Regions from separate parts of the Mus musculus genome. Here all the other regions are linked to region 1. Evidence: chromatin contacts called from public Hi-C and promoter capture Hi-C data. All regions are on one chromosome and are shown on one strand. The core of a region is the stretch at or near the end of the contact, and the rest is flanking DNA. Distances in the headings are between cores, read along the strand shown.

Region 1 (3,744 bases), core at 903-3,402:
TGTAGGTATATATATATGTGTGTGTGTGTGTATATATATATATGTATATATATATATCCCTTAAAAAAAAGAATCACAAGGGCTGGCGAGATGGCTCAGCCGATAAGAGCACTGACTGCTCTTCCAAAGGTCCTGAGTTCAAATTCCAGCAACCACATGGTGGCTCACAACCACTCGTAATGAGATCTGACGCCCTCTTCTGGTGCATCTAAAGACAGCTATAGTGCACTTATATATAATAATAAATAAATCTTTGGACCGGAGCGAGCAGGGACTGAGCGAGTTGGGCTGACCGGAACCAGCGGTGTTGACCGGAGTGAGCAGAGGTCCTAAAAATTCAATTCCCAACAACCACATGAAGGCTCACAACCATTTGTACAGCTACAGTGTACTCACATACATAAAATAAATAAATAAATAAATAAATAAATAAATAAATAAATAAATAAATAAATAAATCTTTTTTTAACATGCAAAAGGATCACAAAACCTTAGTGAGACCTTGCCAGGCTGAACGTATCAGGCCTTGGAATGCCTCCGCCTCCCGTGGTAGCAGAGCATCCGCTCCACATCCAGAACATTGTGCCTGGCTCCTCTTAACCTTGACAAACCTGTTATCTACTCCTTACTGCGACCTCTGAAAGCTGCTCCCAGAGAACAGACAGAGGTCATGGCCTTTTGCCAGGCTCCGTGTGTCCACTAACCTTTGGCTCTACCCACTCCCCACCCCACCCCCACCCCACCCCCGCCACTGTGTTTGCTTTAGAGGCAGTTGACACATTTGCTTCCCAGCTCTTTGTCCTCTTCTGGCTCCCCCAGGCCTTAGTCTAGTCAAGACCTTGGGATGAGGAGCCCCTGTAGATGATCATAGAACCACTGGATCCAAAAAGAGAGGTAGCCACTCTAGAGGGCAGCTGATCTCCATAGCCTATGTCCTAAGGCTGTCTCCCTGCCTTCCCCCCAACCTGTTCCTGGGAATAGATACCAAGGCCACGCTTGACTTACACCGCATGGCCATGCATGCCCTGGGCCTGCCCCTCAACCAGAACGCCTTGTCACCAGCTCAGCCTGGAAGCTGAACCACAAGAGCCCGGGCTCAGCCTGAGCTGCCTCACCCTTGTGCTTGCTCATGTCGATGAGCTGTGAGGCCGTACGCGCAGCATGGAGGGCCCCCTCTACGACACACTCTGGCTGCCCCACGAAAGTGTAGACAGTGCGGTTGGTGGAGGGTCCGGCATCGACGTCCAACAGCACACAGCCTGGGGTCTGGGAGATGGCTCGAGAGATGGCATCAATCACCTGGAGAGAGAGGCCCGACACCGTGCCTCAGTCCCCACTTGGAAAGGCTGTAAACCCACACCCGCGTGTGATCTCAAGCAGGTAGTTTGGCCAGTTCCCCCAAAGAGCTGACCTTCATTCAGTCCAAGAACCCACATGGCACAACAAGGAAGGCCCCCCATGGGAGTGGCCATGATCACCCCAGGTTGAGGTTGGCCCAAAAAAATAAATAATGGGCCTTTTGCCAACACCCAGATACTCAGAGAAGGTGGACGGAGTCACATCCTTCTGGTGGGGACAGCCAGGGTAGGGACAGTCTGCTAATATGAGAGGTCAAAACTGGGGCCCAGAGCCCAAACCCTATCATGAGGACTGCTCTGTGCCTCAGTTTTTCCATCATGTAAGGGGGTTGATAATAGTGCCTGCCTCTCAAGGCTTCAGGGGTGAGGAAGGAGTTAATATATATGTGGGGGGTGACCTTTCCTGTGACCTCTGCCCTCTGCATCTCTCTATTCAGGGTACTTCGTTTTCAGGTAGGAACACTGCAGTCAAAGGATTCACTAGGCCCCTACCAGGAGCACTCCAAAATCCCCAGGCCCCCTGCCATTCCTCCAGAGTGTTCCAGAGCTGACAGAAATGGTTCCTGAGAGGGATCCAACAGGGCTGTGGCCCTGCCTGTTCTGGGAAGGCAATCTTCTCCCACACCAAACTCACTCCCTTCCTGGGACCAGAGCACCCACACAGCCCTGGAAGGAACCTCACCTCCTGGTTGTTCCCCTCTGAGAAGTTGGGGACACATTCCACCAACTGAGACATGGCCAGCACCTGAGTCCAGAGGTTCCTCTCAAGAGGCTGTAGAGGGACACAGAGTGACAACTCTCTGATGGCCCTGGGGCCTTTATACCTCCCCACAGTTAGTTTCTTATTAACCAGGGACAGTGCGATGGGAGCTGAAGAATGCAGGGGTGCTCTCTGGGATGAGCTTGACAAAAAGCACATGAACAGCGTCAGAGGGGCACAGGCCGAGGACCCCAGGAGGCCTAGAGGGACAAAGTTCAGGCTAGGGCATCAAGCCAACTTGAGCTCAAGGCCCAGCTTGGGCCAGGGTTGCCTCTTGACCATCCAGGTGACCCTGTATTGCCCTCAGAGTGTGGCCTTTCTGGAAGAGGCCCCATGGGACTTCTGGCTTAGTAACTCTTCATGTCGGGCCTGGTCCTCAGGGAGGTGGGGGAGGAGAAGCCATGTGTGAAGCCCAGCATAAAGCCTGGTCCTCCCCAGAAGTCGGCTTAGCTCAGAGAGGCAGGAGAGAGCATGGGGTGGGAGCAAGAATGTGTTTGACCATGGGGATTTATGTATGAGTGTTTGTGTGTACAGTTCATGGGTTAGATGTACATATGGGTGAACTGAGTAGGTGAGTGTGTGTATGTGTACGTGAGTGTATACAAGGGCATATGGGAATATGTAGGGGTTGGTGTGAATACACATGAGGGTGCTAATGTGTATATATGTGGGCCTGAGGTTTTCCACGGAGATCTCTGGCCAGGCCTGGTGCGAGGTTTCCTGCGAAGGGAAGCGAATGCAGGCAGGGAGGGGAAGTCACTTGCCCGCTTCTGCTGCACTGTCGGTCAATCAGCTCCACCTCCGTCTCTGCCATGCTGTAATTCCATGCCGCCCTGCACTAAGTCGGGTCGGGCTGGGCAGACAAGAAGCTGACTAGCCAGTGAGGAGTGTGGCAGGGCCTCAGGTGGCTCTTCAGGAGAACAGATCTCTCGCCAAGTGTTACAGCTCTTAGGACAAAGGCTCGGGTGGCGGAGTAGTTCTCGCACATCTTTATTCCCTGGAACGGACTTATATACAGTTTTGGGGATGATTTGGGGTTTTGACAGCAGGTACTTCTCATTGGCTTGGACTGAGAGTTTGGGGAAACCTTATTTGCATGTGGGAGGGCTTGGTGCAGCTACTACTTGATGGATGCCCATACCTCTCTGCAGGGGGCTGTGGGAGGCTGTAGCTACATGACAGGAGCCAGGTGCCCAGGAGGCATGGCCGAACTCCTGCCATCCCATGCAGGTGGAAATCTCCGCCCTCTGGGGCTCCGGGGTTCCAGACCTATGCTCAACTGGGGACCAGGTTATCTGTGCATAGCCCACCACCCCACACATATATAAGTAGATGTTAGACTATATGCACTGTGGGGCTGATGGCATGTGTATGGATGCTGGCATTTGCAAGTGGATGGATGTTAATGTGTGCATCAACCATAATGTAGGAAAGATGGATGCTGATGTGGACAAACCTATGATGTGTATGCGTCCTTGCTGTTCTGTTGTTATGATAAAAAGCTCTTACCAAAAGCAACCTGGGGAAGGAAAGGGTTTATTTGATCTTATACTTGTAGATCCCAATCCATTGGGAATAGTTCTATCTGTAATAGACTGAGCCCTCCTACAGCAATCAATAAAATCA
Region 2 (3,744 bases), core at 732-3,231, 870 kb before region 1:
GTTGATTGATTGATCACCGATTGATTGATTTATGATTGATTGATTGATCAGGATCTCCCACCAAATGTCTTCCAGGTTTATGGTCACTTTAAGGTGGGGGGTAGTTAGTTATCTTCTCCTTCCTGTAAAAACCTCTCCATTTCCAGATACAGAAGAGGGTGTGAGGTCTGCCCATCTCACCCCTTGAGTTCATTTTTAGGCCTCGGCATAACCAAATGGGCAGGACTTGGGTGTGTTTTGCTGGGAGCAGAGGCGCCAGGCCATCTGGTGGACATTAGTCTATGGGCTTCTTGGTCGAGGTAACTTTCACGTCATTTTAGTACAAACAGAAAATACAGTATTCTATTACAAAAGAACTTAGGAAAATGAATGTGGTCAGGACAAAGTTGCACAGAGGTCAAAAACTTTTTAAAAAAACATTTAAAAAAACCACATTGGAAGAAAACAGGAAATTTTCTTAAAAAAAAAAAAGCCATTGGGAGGTATACGACACTTCCATAAACTCTCTTTGGCAAAATAGAAATATCCATATAGCATTTAAATTAATTGTGGTTGAGAAGGACTCACGCCTACATCCAATGAGTGATTTTTAAAACCAGAATAAATTATGCAGGGGTCAAAGAAATGGTGTTTAGCTGAGAAACAGAATGGCAAAATGGTAGGCACCCTGGATCAGGGCAGCGCTGATGGTGTTGGCTGCTCCAACACCATGGTAGAGCGCCTCCCTGTGGGCAAGACAGCCCCCTCACCAACCAATCGGCTGTGTCTGTGTGCACACAACCATTCCAAGCATCTGTTAACTATTACATTCCCTCAGAGGAGGTGGCAGGGAGTGTGGTCCATTGGACTCTCAGCTGAGCTTCCAGCTGGCCTGAGTCTTGTGTACAGTTCTGCCTGAACTGCATGGGGCCTCCAGGAGGAACTGAAGTACATAAGGTTGGAGAAGGTTAACTGGGAGGGAGTGGGGTTTAACAACGGACTTCACCTCTACAGCTGTGGGGAAGTCTTCCATGCTGGGAGAGACTTTCTGGGGGTACAGCCCTTTTGGGGGGTCACCCATGCTCCTGTAAGTAACCCCTTACCCTTGCTTTGTAACCAAGTCCAATAAACTCATGGGCTCCCGAGTTGGACTTTGGTGGGATCAGACTTTGGTTTTCAGTCAGGAAGAGGGCAGGCAAGCTCAGAGCATCTGAATAGAGGGGTTGAGGGGCAGTTGTTTTAGAGAAGGATCATGAGCTAGGCAGAACCTTGAGCTGCAAATCTGTTTTTGACTAGCCGGCTGACTGGGCTCCCTCAGCTGAGGGGTGTTGAAGGCTGGCACGAACTCCAGTTGTCATTGACACCTGCTAACACATTCTCTGGTTGACCTTTAGTGGGTGGGGTGTCTGGCTTCACTTTGGAGACTCAGAGGTTTAATTTCCTTATTTTCTTTCAAGTTTCTCTATTGCTAAAAACAACAACAACAACAACAACCTATACATGCTCATGGAAAAGCAAAACGGCTGATAAAGGTCAGGTTATGGATCCGGAAATACCTCATATACACGTGTGTGGCAGTGTGAAGCTTTGGGAGCCACTGGGTGAACTTAGCTCTTGTGGCTTTGCCAAGTTCAAAGAGAGACACTCTGTCCTGGAAGCTACTGAGGCGCCTCAGGTGCTGAGTCTCTGGAGCACTGTTAAGGCTTGCTGATGTCCCGAGGTCAGGGAGGCTTGTTGTTCTTGAGCCAGCTGTGGGCTGTGTCCAGCGATCAGCCAGCAGACCTTGAGTAGGAGAGCAGTTGACTCCAGAAGGGCTCACAGCATCCTGCTCCGCCCCCTGGTAGCAGGCTTGCAACAGCTGGAAGCCCTAGCCATTAGTGGGCAAAACCAACTAAGCCTCAAGTGCCTGGGTTCTTGCCTCCCTCCCCTGTGCATTGATTCGACTCTGCAGTGAGCATAGTCCTCTGGGCTCCAGCCATGGTGCATTTTTGTGTGTATTTGTTTTAACACCCTCCCCTAACACACCCAGCAAACTGGGATTGCCCTTCTCAGCCTCTGTCCTTAAACAGTGCAGAGTGAGCGCCGCTTCAGTTTTGTGGCCAGAGCGGCTAGAGAAGTGTTATTCCCGGACACTGGGCTTTGGCGTGGTATTTGTTCCAAACACCCTGTCATTACGGCTGCTTTCCCAGCAGCCATTGATGCACGCGGCTCTGGTCAAGCGCTTCTCAGATATACTATGTTTTTTTGTCCATCCTGGGATCGAGACTGGAGTGCCTGTGCCAGACCTGCCACCGTGGTTACAGAACATTCTGTCCTGGGATGTCAAAATACATGGCAAGTGCTCAGAGAGGTTAAGCTCAGACTCAGTCAGATGTGTTCAGCAAAGAGCCCAGAGTTGAGAGTAAACTCCTCCGTACCCCCTCCCGCACTGCAACAGAGTCAGGAGCAGCCATGAGGCAAGACTCTGGGGGTTAGCTGTCCTAGTGGCTGAGCAAAGATGTGGGATAGAATTCTGCTCATATTGCAGAAATTTTTTAAAAATCCCTTTTGGCATATGCTTTACATACTTACTATGGGAAAATAAAATTAATGAGCAAAACGAAAGTGACTCTACCCTACTGCACAAGTAACTGTTCATAGATCTGTGCTCATAAGGGGCCCCAAGCTGGCGCCCTGGACCCTGGGTACAACCTCGCCTCATGGATGGCACTTCCCACTGCACACAACTGCTATGCTGTTAGCAGGTTTCTGCTAAGTGTCGGTTTCCTGGAGTCTTTCCCTGAGTTGCACAGAGCACCCTGGCCAGAGCACGTGGCTGTCCTTAAGTAATACTTTGTTGCTGACAACTTAGGTCTTCAGACTTGGGTCATGAAAACAGCATTGCCAATGTATTTTTTGGGGGGAGGTGTGCATCTCGGGTTACAGTCTCAGGGTACTTCCTAAGCTGCGGGAACAAAGGACAAGACCCATGTCCTCCACTCCCCACTGGAATGATGGTCTTTCTAGTTTTTGTTTCTCTGTTTTTGTATTATAATATATTTATTTGCAGTATTGCTGACTTGATTGCTCTCAAAGCTAGTCAAGACATTAACCCTTTGTTTCCCACATCTCTACCCTTTATTTCTCACACCTGCTGCAAATATTCACACACACACACACACGTACACACACATGAACACATACAGTTCCCCACCACTCACGCATACATACATGTTCATGCACACACACACAGTTCCTTACCACACATGCATATACACATACATACATACACTGTTCTCTATCACACATGCACATGTGTGTGTGCACTTGTGCATGCCCCTCTGCTTGTTATTCCATCTTGTTCATTTGTGCCTTTCCTTCCATTGTGACCTGTGTCTTTGTCCCCGGTGCTTATGGTCAGGGTGTCACATCCCTGCATGCTCACACCTCTGTGTTAGCTTTCTTATGCTGTTCTGTAAAAGGCAGGGTTCCTTCCTGGTGGGAGGGGACCCTCATAGCAGGTGGGGGTGCATGCAAATGACTTTCTCAAGTCAGGCTTCAGGGAGAGCAGACATGCTTTGCTGTGTGAAGAATAGCCTAGGTGTGGTTTGTGTGTGCCTGTTAGTACCACAAGTGTGAGGCTGGCCTTGGCCCAACCATCCATAGCTACAACACCTTCTTCATCTGTAAACCTTCTCACTGGTAAGAATGACCTCCATACTGCTGACTTCTGAGGGCAATTTTGAGTGGTTAGTGCATGAAGCCACATGAAGTTCTTACTGCAAC
Region 3 (3,744 bases), core at 602-3,101, 790 kb after region 1:
GGTGGCGCATGTCTTTAGTCCCAGCACTTGGGAGGCAGAGGCAAGCAGATTTCTGAGTTCAAGGCCAGTCTGGTCTACAGAGAAACCCTGTCTCAGGGAGTTACAAAAAAAAAAAAAAAAAAAAAAAAAAAAAAAAGGAATGAAGGGCTCAGTTGTGTTCTGGGATAGTATTCTAGTTGGGGGTGAGGGAGTGGACTGGAAGGCAGCCAGGAAGGAAGCTGAAAGATTGGATGTTGCTGTAGTTGGGAGTGGGGACGGGGAGAGGTAAACAAAGGTGACTTGTGGAGACCCGTTACACACCAAAGGGAAGAGGTGGGGAAATGAAGGGGCCTCTCCCTTCCAGTTTAGAGAGGTCAGCTTCCACTATGGCAAACAGACACTAAACGAGGGGGATAGGTATTCCTTAGAGAGAACGTCTGGTCGGGAGGTAGGAAGTGGGGGGAACACTCTAGAATGAACTGGGGACCTGGGAGGTGAGAGACTCTCAGGACTCAAAAGGGAGAGACTTTGGATGAAGGGCTCTACAGTGGGGAGGGAAGCTTGTAGTCAGGACAGGACATTAAGTGGAGGGATGGGATTCCCATCCCAGTCAAAAGTTCTGACTCAGAATTCTTGCAGTCTGAAGGAACTGCAGGGACAAAAATGGAGAAGAGCCTGAGAGAAAGGGTGTCCAGTGACAGGCCCAACTTGGGATCCAGCTCAAGGAGAGGCCCCAGGGCCTGACATTATTACTGATGCTATGGTGTGCTTACAGACAGGAGCCTAGCATGACTGCCCTCTGAGAGGCCCGACAAGCAGCTGAAAGTCAGATGCAGACACAAGCACCCAACCAATGGACAGAAGCTTCGGCCCCCCTGTGAATTGGGGAAAAGCTGGAAGAAGCTAAGGAGGAGGGGCAGCCCCATGGGAAGACTGGCAGTCTCAACTGACCTGGACCTCTGAGATCTCTCAGACACTGAGCCACCAACCAGGCAGCATACACTAGCTGGTTCGAGGCCCCTGACACATATACAACAGAGGAATGCCTGGTCTGGCCTCAGTGAGAGACTTGAGGCCCCAGGGAGTGAGGAGGTCTGGTGAGGTGGGGGTGGGGTGGGGACATCCTCTTGGAGAGGAGGGGTAGAGGAGACAGGAGATGGGGGTGGTGGTAGTGACCTGGAGGGGGATGAAGACTGAACTGTAAAAAGGAATTAAAGAATTAAAAAAAAAATGTCTGGAACCAGGAAGACAAAGCCATTCTCAAGTTTCCCAATAATCTGTGGTGCCAAGACACTTTTTTTTTTAAAGAATTATTTGTTTATGTCTATGAATACATTGTCACTCTCTTCAGACACACTGGCAGAGGATGTCAGATCCCATTACAGATGGTTCAGGACCTCTGGAGGAGCAGTCAATGCTCTTAACTGCTGAGCCATCTCTCCAGCCCTTGTAGTAGTAGTAGTTGTTGTTGTTGTAGTTGTTGTTGTTGTTGGTGGTGGTGGTGGTTAGTTGGTTTTCCCCCATCATTTGGAGATTTGGGGAAATGATGATGTCATATAGGACTTAGGTGCCCCTGGCTGCCACTGAAGATTCCTTTTCTTTTTTTTCTTTTTCTTTTTCTTTTTTTTTTTTTTTTTTTGCATTAGGCGGAGAAGTTTTATCCAATCCTAGGCATGTCTTCAATCCTCCCTCCTGCTAGAGGGATTAGCTGGGGTGAAATAAATAAGAATAAGGAGGCCTGATCATTTCCCTCACGGGGTGTGGACCTAGCATTTACATACTTGGCCACTCATTACAACCAACCTGAGTCCTGGGCCCAAGGAACTGGATGGGATTGGTAGTCTCACTTCCTTCTTCCTTTCTGTGTCAAGGATCTCCGAAGCCACTCCTCCCTCAACCTTTTTTGTGAGTGGAGGGAAAGAAAGTGAATTTGAGGGCAGTTAGCACGGCTAATCTGCCCCTAAATTCACCAATAGAGACGCCGGTTGTGTCAGTTTTTCCTTTACTGGGTTCCGTTCCTCATTTGGCTGAAGCACGGAGGTACAGGGGCCAGTTTGGCTCCAAACCAAGACTCGGGCTCATAGTTCAGGTTCATCTGTTTCGGGGGTTAACTTGCAGTCCGGCACTGATTGGCCCAAAGTTCTTGTGGTCATCCAATGGGAAGGAAGATTGGGATCGAGCTCCGATCGAGGCTAAGAGGCACTTGAGGAGCTGGGACCCAGCCGTTCCTGCTCGCCGTTGCGGCTGCTCCGGCTTCTGTCCCCAGAGGCAGTTCACCCGAGGCTAGTTCCCGAGGTCTGCCAGCGGCTACTCCCACAGCCTCCGCCATGGGTCTGGAGCTCTACCTGGACCTGATGTCCCAACCCTGCCGTGCTGTCTACATCTTCGCCAAGAAGAACGGCATCCCCTTCCAGCTGCGTACCATAGAGCTGCTTAAAGGTGGGCTCAGTTGGCAGGCTGGGAAGTGTGCAGCCTTCTGTACGGAGCACCTCCCACCTCTGCAGCGGGTGGGTGACTGGCCAGGCCAGGTGTGCAAAAGCCGCTCCCGTGAGAAAGCAGTTGTATCAGTTATCAGCTGTGAATTTTTAAAGGACCTTTTCCTAGTGAATAACATCAGTCCCAATACCGGATGCAAAGGCGCCCTGGAAGCTACGGCGAGAGGAGGGGAGCTGGGCTTGAAAATCTCACCTTTGGAGATTTAAGAATGGTGATCCTTCTTAAAGACTTTGGAGAGAAAAAAAAAAGTTGAACTAACTCCTTTCCTAAATGAGGGAACCTCGTCTTGCATTTCTGCATGCTGGGCTAGAAAAGGGTTGTTTTGCTTGGGTGGGTGATCTTTCACTCAAGACTCTTGTGTGTTTCCTGTCCACCAGAGCAAGTCCCCTCCAGTGTCCAGGCTTGCGTGCCATTAGTTGTGTGTGTGTGTGTGTGTGTGTGTGTGTGTGTGTGTGTGTGTGTATTTTACTGGGGACCGAACCAGGATATCTATTATATATGCCACCACCGAGCCATGCTCCCAAAGCTCTTTCTACTTGTCATTTTGAGAAAGAGTCGCAGTAAGAACAACAGCATCCTCTTACAACTTCATACCATGCAGGTGCTTAAAGGTGGGCTTTGCTGGCTGGCCCGGAAGTCTGCAGCCTGCTGAACTTATGCAGCCGTTGGCAGTCAGGCGAGGGGTGCAAGTGAGTCCCGGTGTTGCGCTCTCAGTTAGCCCAGTGAAACATTGAACTGGTTGAGTTTCCCAAGAAGCTGAATTACAGGCTTGCCAGACCCGCTTCACCCCCCCTCTCCTCCCCTCCTCCCCCAGATCACACACAAACACACCTGCTTCTAGATGTTAACTCTATAAAAGTTGCCAATCAGCTTGAGGGTTGAGTGAAAGGACAGTGGGAGGGGCCACTCTGCCTTGAGTTGGAAAATCACTGCTCTGATTAGCCTTGGGGGGGACGGGGGGAGTGGGGCAGAAACCCAGCTACTGAAGCAGGTTTCAGTAGAGGCAGAGTTACAACTGGACCGGAGCTTGGAGAGTCGGTGGGGGAGGGGCAAGCAGAGACTCCAGAACTTCTTATTTAGCTGAGTCCTATTTAGCTCCAGTACCTCTTCAGTACATCCAGATTGAGTCGCAAGACGGGGGCTGCACATGGACAGTTTGTGAAAGGAGAATGGGCAAAAGCAATGGAGTCCATTCAGTGGAAGGAAAGACAGATCCGCAGATGGATCTAGAAGAACCTGAGTTCCCCAAATGCCCTCTGACTCCATTCA
Region 4 (3,744 bases), core at 762-3,261, 780 kb after region 1:
TCGGGCATCCCAGATACTGCTGGACACTGCAAAAGAGATGAGAACAGAATGGGGGTCCAGGGAGCGGCTCAGTCAGCCCTGGGGCTGAAGGGAGGAGAGGGCAGAGGGAGGGGGGGCGCTGGATGGTTCCTACTCTGGAGAGAGCCCTTGGTCCGGTCTGTGGCTGGAGCGCAGTCTTCTGGCGAGAGGTTAGACACAGCTCATTAGGGGAAAACCTATCCCATCATTTAAGCATGGTGGCCTTGATGAACAGAGGCAGTCTGTGGTTTTAGAGCTTTATTGTAGAAAGGCAGGGAGAGAGAAGGTAGAAAGAGAGAGAGGCCAGCCATGGCCATGTGGAGAGAGGGGGAAAGGGAAAGAGAGAAGGAGGGCTAGAGAGTAAGAAAGGTGAGAGCTTAAAGAGAGTGAGCAGGGGCCAAGCAGCTCCTTTTATAGTGGGCTGGGCTATCAGGTAACTATGGGGAGGAGCATACCTGGCTATAATCAGGTAACCGTGAGGGTGGAGTCTAGCCAGAATGCCTGAAGCTTGGGACATTGTCTGTGCGACTTATAGCCACAGAATTATGGAGTTGGGGATTCTGTGGTTTGAGGCACCTGTCTCTGGGAACACGGCTTGGTGTTCCATCCCTTGTAGAGTTTTCTACTGGGTCACCAGAGCAAGCCTCATTCAACCAAAATAGACTGCCTATCAGGGCTGAGGAAACGGATTTATCAAGCTGTGATTATGACAAAAGAACTTCCAGGAGTCAGCAACCTCCAGACAACTCTGTTGTTTCAGGGGTAGGGTACATAAGGGATCTTATGAGTATAGGTAGAGAGGGCTAATTGGTCAGAGCACAGCACCTAATTATCATATGGGCAGGAAGCAGAGCGGGACTTGTGTGCTGAGTCACATAGCCCTCGCAGAGAGCTCTGCACAGGGTCATCCTCCAAACAAGGTAGGGCATCTGTGCTCAGATACTCCCAACCAAGGCCATAGAAAGAAAGGGAAACCCCACTGAGAAACGGAGTCCTCCATTTTGCACCAAGCTTGGAGAGCTATCCGGGGACATGGAGGACCTTAATAACAGGCTTCTCCAACAGGAATCGTGGCAGACTCCATGAAGAGGCATATGATATCTGGAAAAATCGGCACTCAGTCTTGGGGCCCTCAGTTTCAATATTAAGCTCAGGGACAAAGTTGTCAGAATCATAAGGACAATTTTTTATTTATTATTTATTTATTTTTTGTTTTTTCGAGACAGGGTTTCTCTGTGTAGCCCTGGCTGTTCTGGAGCTCACTTTGTAGACCAGGCTGGCCTCGAACTCAGAAATCTGCTTGCCTCTGCCTCCCAAGTGCTGGGATTAAAGGCGTGGGCCACCACTTCCGGCTGGACTCAACCTTTCATGAAAGGGATCTACACGTTTCTTTCACTATGTGTATAAACAGCAAGGAACTTCCCACCTTACAACCTTATAACCTTCATCAGATATGGAAACTGCGGGAACCTTGGCCTGGGACTAATGGTACATTTCTGTTCAAAAATTACATCTAAGGTACTTCTCTATCACAGTCCAAAGGGAGCTAAAATGTCAGAGGATGGAGAAGCTAATGCTCTCAGGTACAGGAAGGCCAACCTTGTCAAATGACAGAGCTGAGATGCGAGTGACATCAAAGGCCCACAGCATCCTTTGCTTCTTGCTGGTGGTGCTGGTCCATATCTTTGGCTTGTAGGTCCCGGAGGAATACCTTAGTTTTCCCATCTGGGAAGTGGGGACGATTGGGAATTCTAACAACACACTAGATAGGGTGGGTATACCTTTGAAGACATTCTGCTTTCAACTAAACCGGCCACAAGAGGACTAGCAGCCAGGCCCTCTAACACCTCCTCTGCCCACTCAGAGGAGACCAGTTGTGTCCTCTGGCTCATTCCGTGCTAGATTCCAGTTGCAGGGCTCTTGGAACACAAGCTAGCTCCCCCTTTAGAAAGAAGGGCCAGGCTGCGGTATCCGCCCAGTGGGGGCGTGGCCACACTTGGCTTGATAGGGATCCCTACTAGCCAGCCTGGACTTTTTGATAGTCTGGCCAGTTACAGAAGTGGTTCCCGCCGCCTATGCCATGGTTCTGGAGCTGTACCTGGATCTGCTGTCGCAGCCCTGTCGCGCCATTTATATCTTCGCCAAGAAGAACAATATCCCGTTCCAGATGCACACGGTGGAGCTGCGCAAGGGTGGGCAGGGCTACGGCTTTGGGGATCTGAGAAACAGGGGAGGCAAGACGGACTTAGGGGATCTCTCTCTGTACTCTCCCCTTCCCAGGCTTTTTCTGGTTTAGAGACCACAATAGAAAGACACCAGAGAGAACCAGGGTTCAGGACTCCCGCCAACTCTGCTGTTTGTGGAATAGACGCCGGCCAGGACCTGCTGAAACTGAATAGTGTGCAGACCTAGCAACAGAAACGGGCAAGCAGTTTGGACCTAGCTACAGGGACCTCCAGAAGAGTAGTGGGTGTAGGGCATAGCTAGGAGAACAAATGTGGAGATCTGGGCAGTCACTCCTCGGATCGTTTCCCCCAGTGCTGAGATGGGCAGTACTACACAGAGCCATCCCTGCAAGTACCTTGCCTTTGCAACAGGCTCTCTCCGCCAACCTGGTCTATTGGAATTCCTTTTTGTCGTTCCTTTTCTTGACTTTCTGTTTTCCCTTTCTCTCTGCCTCTCTTTGTGCTGCGAAGAGAGAGAGGCTGCTGCATGGGGGTATGCCAGGAACTTGGAGCCTCCTCCCTGCTGGCCGCTGAGAGAGCCCTGCGCTCTGGCAAGACAGGGTTGTAGCAAAATGAAAGTGTTGCATAATGGGCTGTGGCCGTCTCCATACTGTCTCACTGCTTGTCCCGCTCTGTCTGAAACCTCACGTCTCTCTTCACTGTCACCTCTAGGTACAGTGTACTTAACCCCCCACAGGTTCTGCCCTTGCAGAGTATGGTGTAGGCCGGTGGGGGAGGGGGTGGCCCGGTGGGGGTGGGGTGAGGACGGGGGGGGGGGGGAACTGATAAAAAGATGTTCAAGTAGGCTGTTAAAAATAAGCCTGTCGAGGGAGACAGGTTCCACTAGGAAACGAAGGGAGAGTGAGAATCCCCCACTTGATCCGGGGCAATGGGAGCCACTGAGGACTGTGGGGCTGAGCGCAAGGAGGCAAACTTAGAAACTTACCTGGAGTGCATCAACAGGAAGAAAACCAATCCAGACCAGAAAGGGCTGCTAGCGGGCAAGTCCCACAAGGACCTGTCAAGCGTATGATACCTATTTTGTATCAAGGGCAAGGGGCCACCCCCTCTTCTCTCACAGGAGCCCTGCCTGCGCACCCCATTTAGGGAATAGCCCAGTCCCAAGAAGAACCATGAATTTAGTGTTCAGCCTCCTGGGACCTTGGCCCAGGCTATCAGAGACCCCCAGTGTTCTCCTCCCTCATGCTGGACTATCTGCAGGTGAGCACCTCAGCGATGCGTTTGCCCGGGTGAACCCCATGAAGAGGGTACCAGCCATGATGGATGGTGGCTTCACCCTGTGTGAGAGGTAAGCAAGCCTGGGGCTATTGCTAAGTTTTACTGGAAACCAGCCTGTTCTAACCCACTGTGTTATAAACTAGGAAGCTGGCACTGGGAGGAGGGGGAGGGGAGATGGCTCCGTGGTTAAGAGCACTTACTGCTCTTATAGAGGATTTGGATTTGGTCCCAGCAACCTTACGAAGTGGCTCCCAAACACTTA

The links. Promoter capture Hi-C pulls out the DNA fragments that hold promoters and counts their contacts. A called contact is a pair of places that touch in the nucleus more often than the background predicts.
Region 2: a contact with region 1 is called in a promoter capture Hi-C map of liver, with 2.1 times the contacts expected there. The contact joins the enhancer-like site here to the promoter of Ftcd in region 1. A contact is called at or near these places in 8 of 39 promoter capture datasets (the HPC-7 cell line, embryonic stem cells, hematopoietic stem and progenitor cells and 3 more).
Region 3: a contact with region 1 is called in a Hi-C map of liver, with 4 times the contacts expected there. The contact joins the promoter of Gstt3 here to the promoter of Ftcd in region 1. A contact is called at or near these places in 2 of 39 promoter capture datasets (both in liver) and 1 of 484 Hi-C or Micro-C datasets (liver).
Region 4: a contact with region 1 is called in a promoter capture Hi-C map of liver, with 4 times the contacts expected there. The contact joins the promoter of Gstt1 here to the promoter of Ftcd in region 1.

What each region holds. Positions count from the first base shown.
Region 1 is chr10:76,574,056-76,577,799 of GRCm38.p6, reverse strand. Ftcd (formiminotransferase cyclodeaminase) reads right to left here and starts at 2,152. Exons shown (of 14, transcript NM_080845.2): 1 at 2,041-2,152; 2 at 1,116-1,299. The coding sequence starts at 2,094.
Region 2 is chr10:77,439,543-77,443,286 of GRCm38.p6, reverse strand. No RefSeq gene overlaps it. Among named protein-coding and RNA genes, the nearest start is that of Gm51791, 9.1 kb to the right of the region's middle. Within about 2 kb of position 1,981, at least 43 of the 459 cell types and tissues checked have an H3K27ac peak or open chromatin away from gene starts, as enhancers often do. A contact at or near this core is called in liver, where this site is marked.
Region 3 is chr10:75,779,521-75,783,264 of GRCm38.p6, reverse strand. It overlaps Gstt3 (glutathione S-transferase, theta 3), which reads left to right and starts at 1,851. Exons shown (of 5, transcript NM_133994.3): 1 at 1,851-2,418. The coding sequence starts at 2,307.
Region 4 is chr10:75,796,851-75,800,594 of GRCm38.p6, reverse strand. It overlaps Gstt1 (glutathione S-transferase, theta 1), which reads left to right and starts at 2,011. Exons shown (of 5, transcript NM_008185.3): 1 at 2,011-2,210; 2 at 3,465-3,552. The coding sequence starts at 2,099.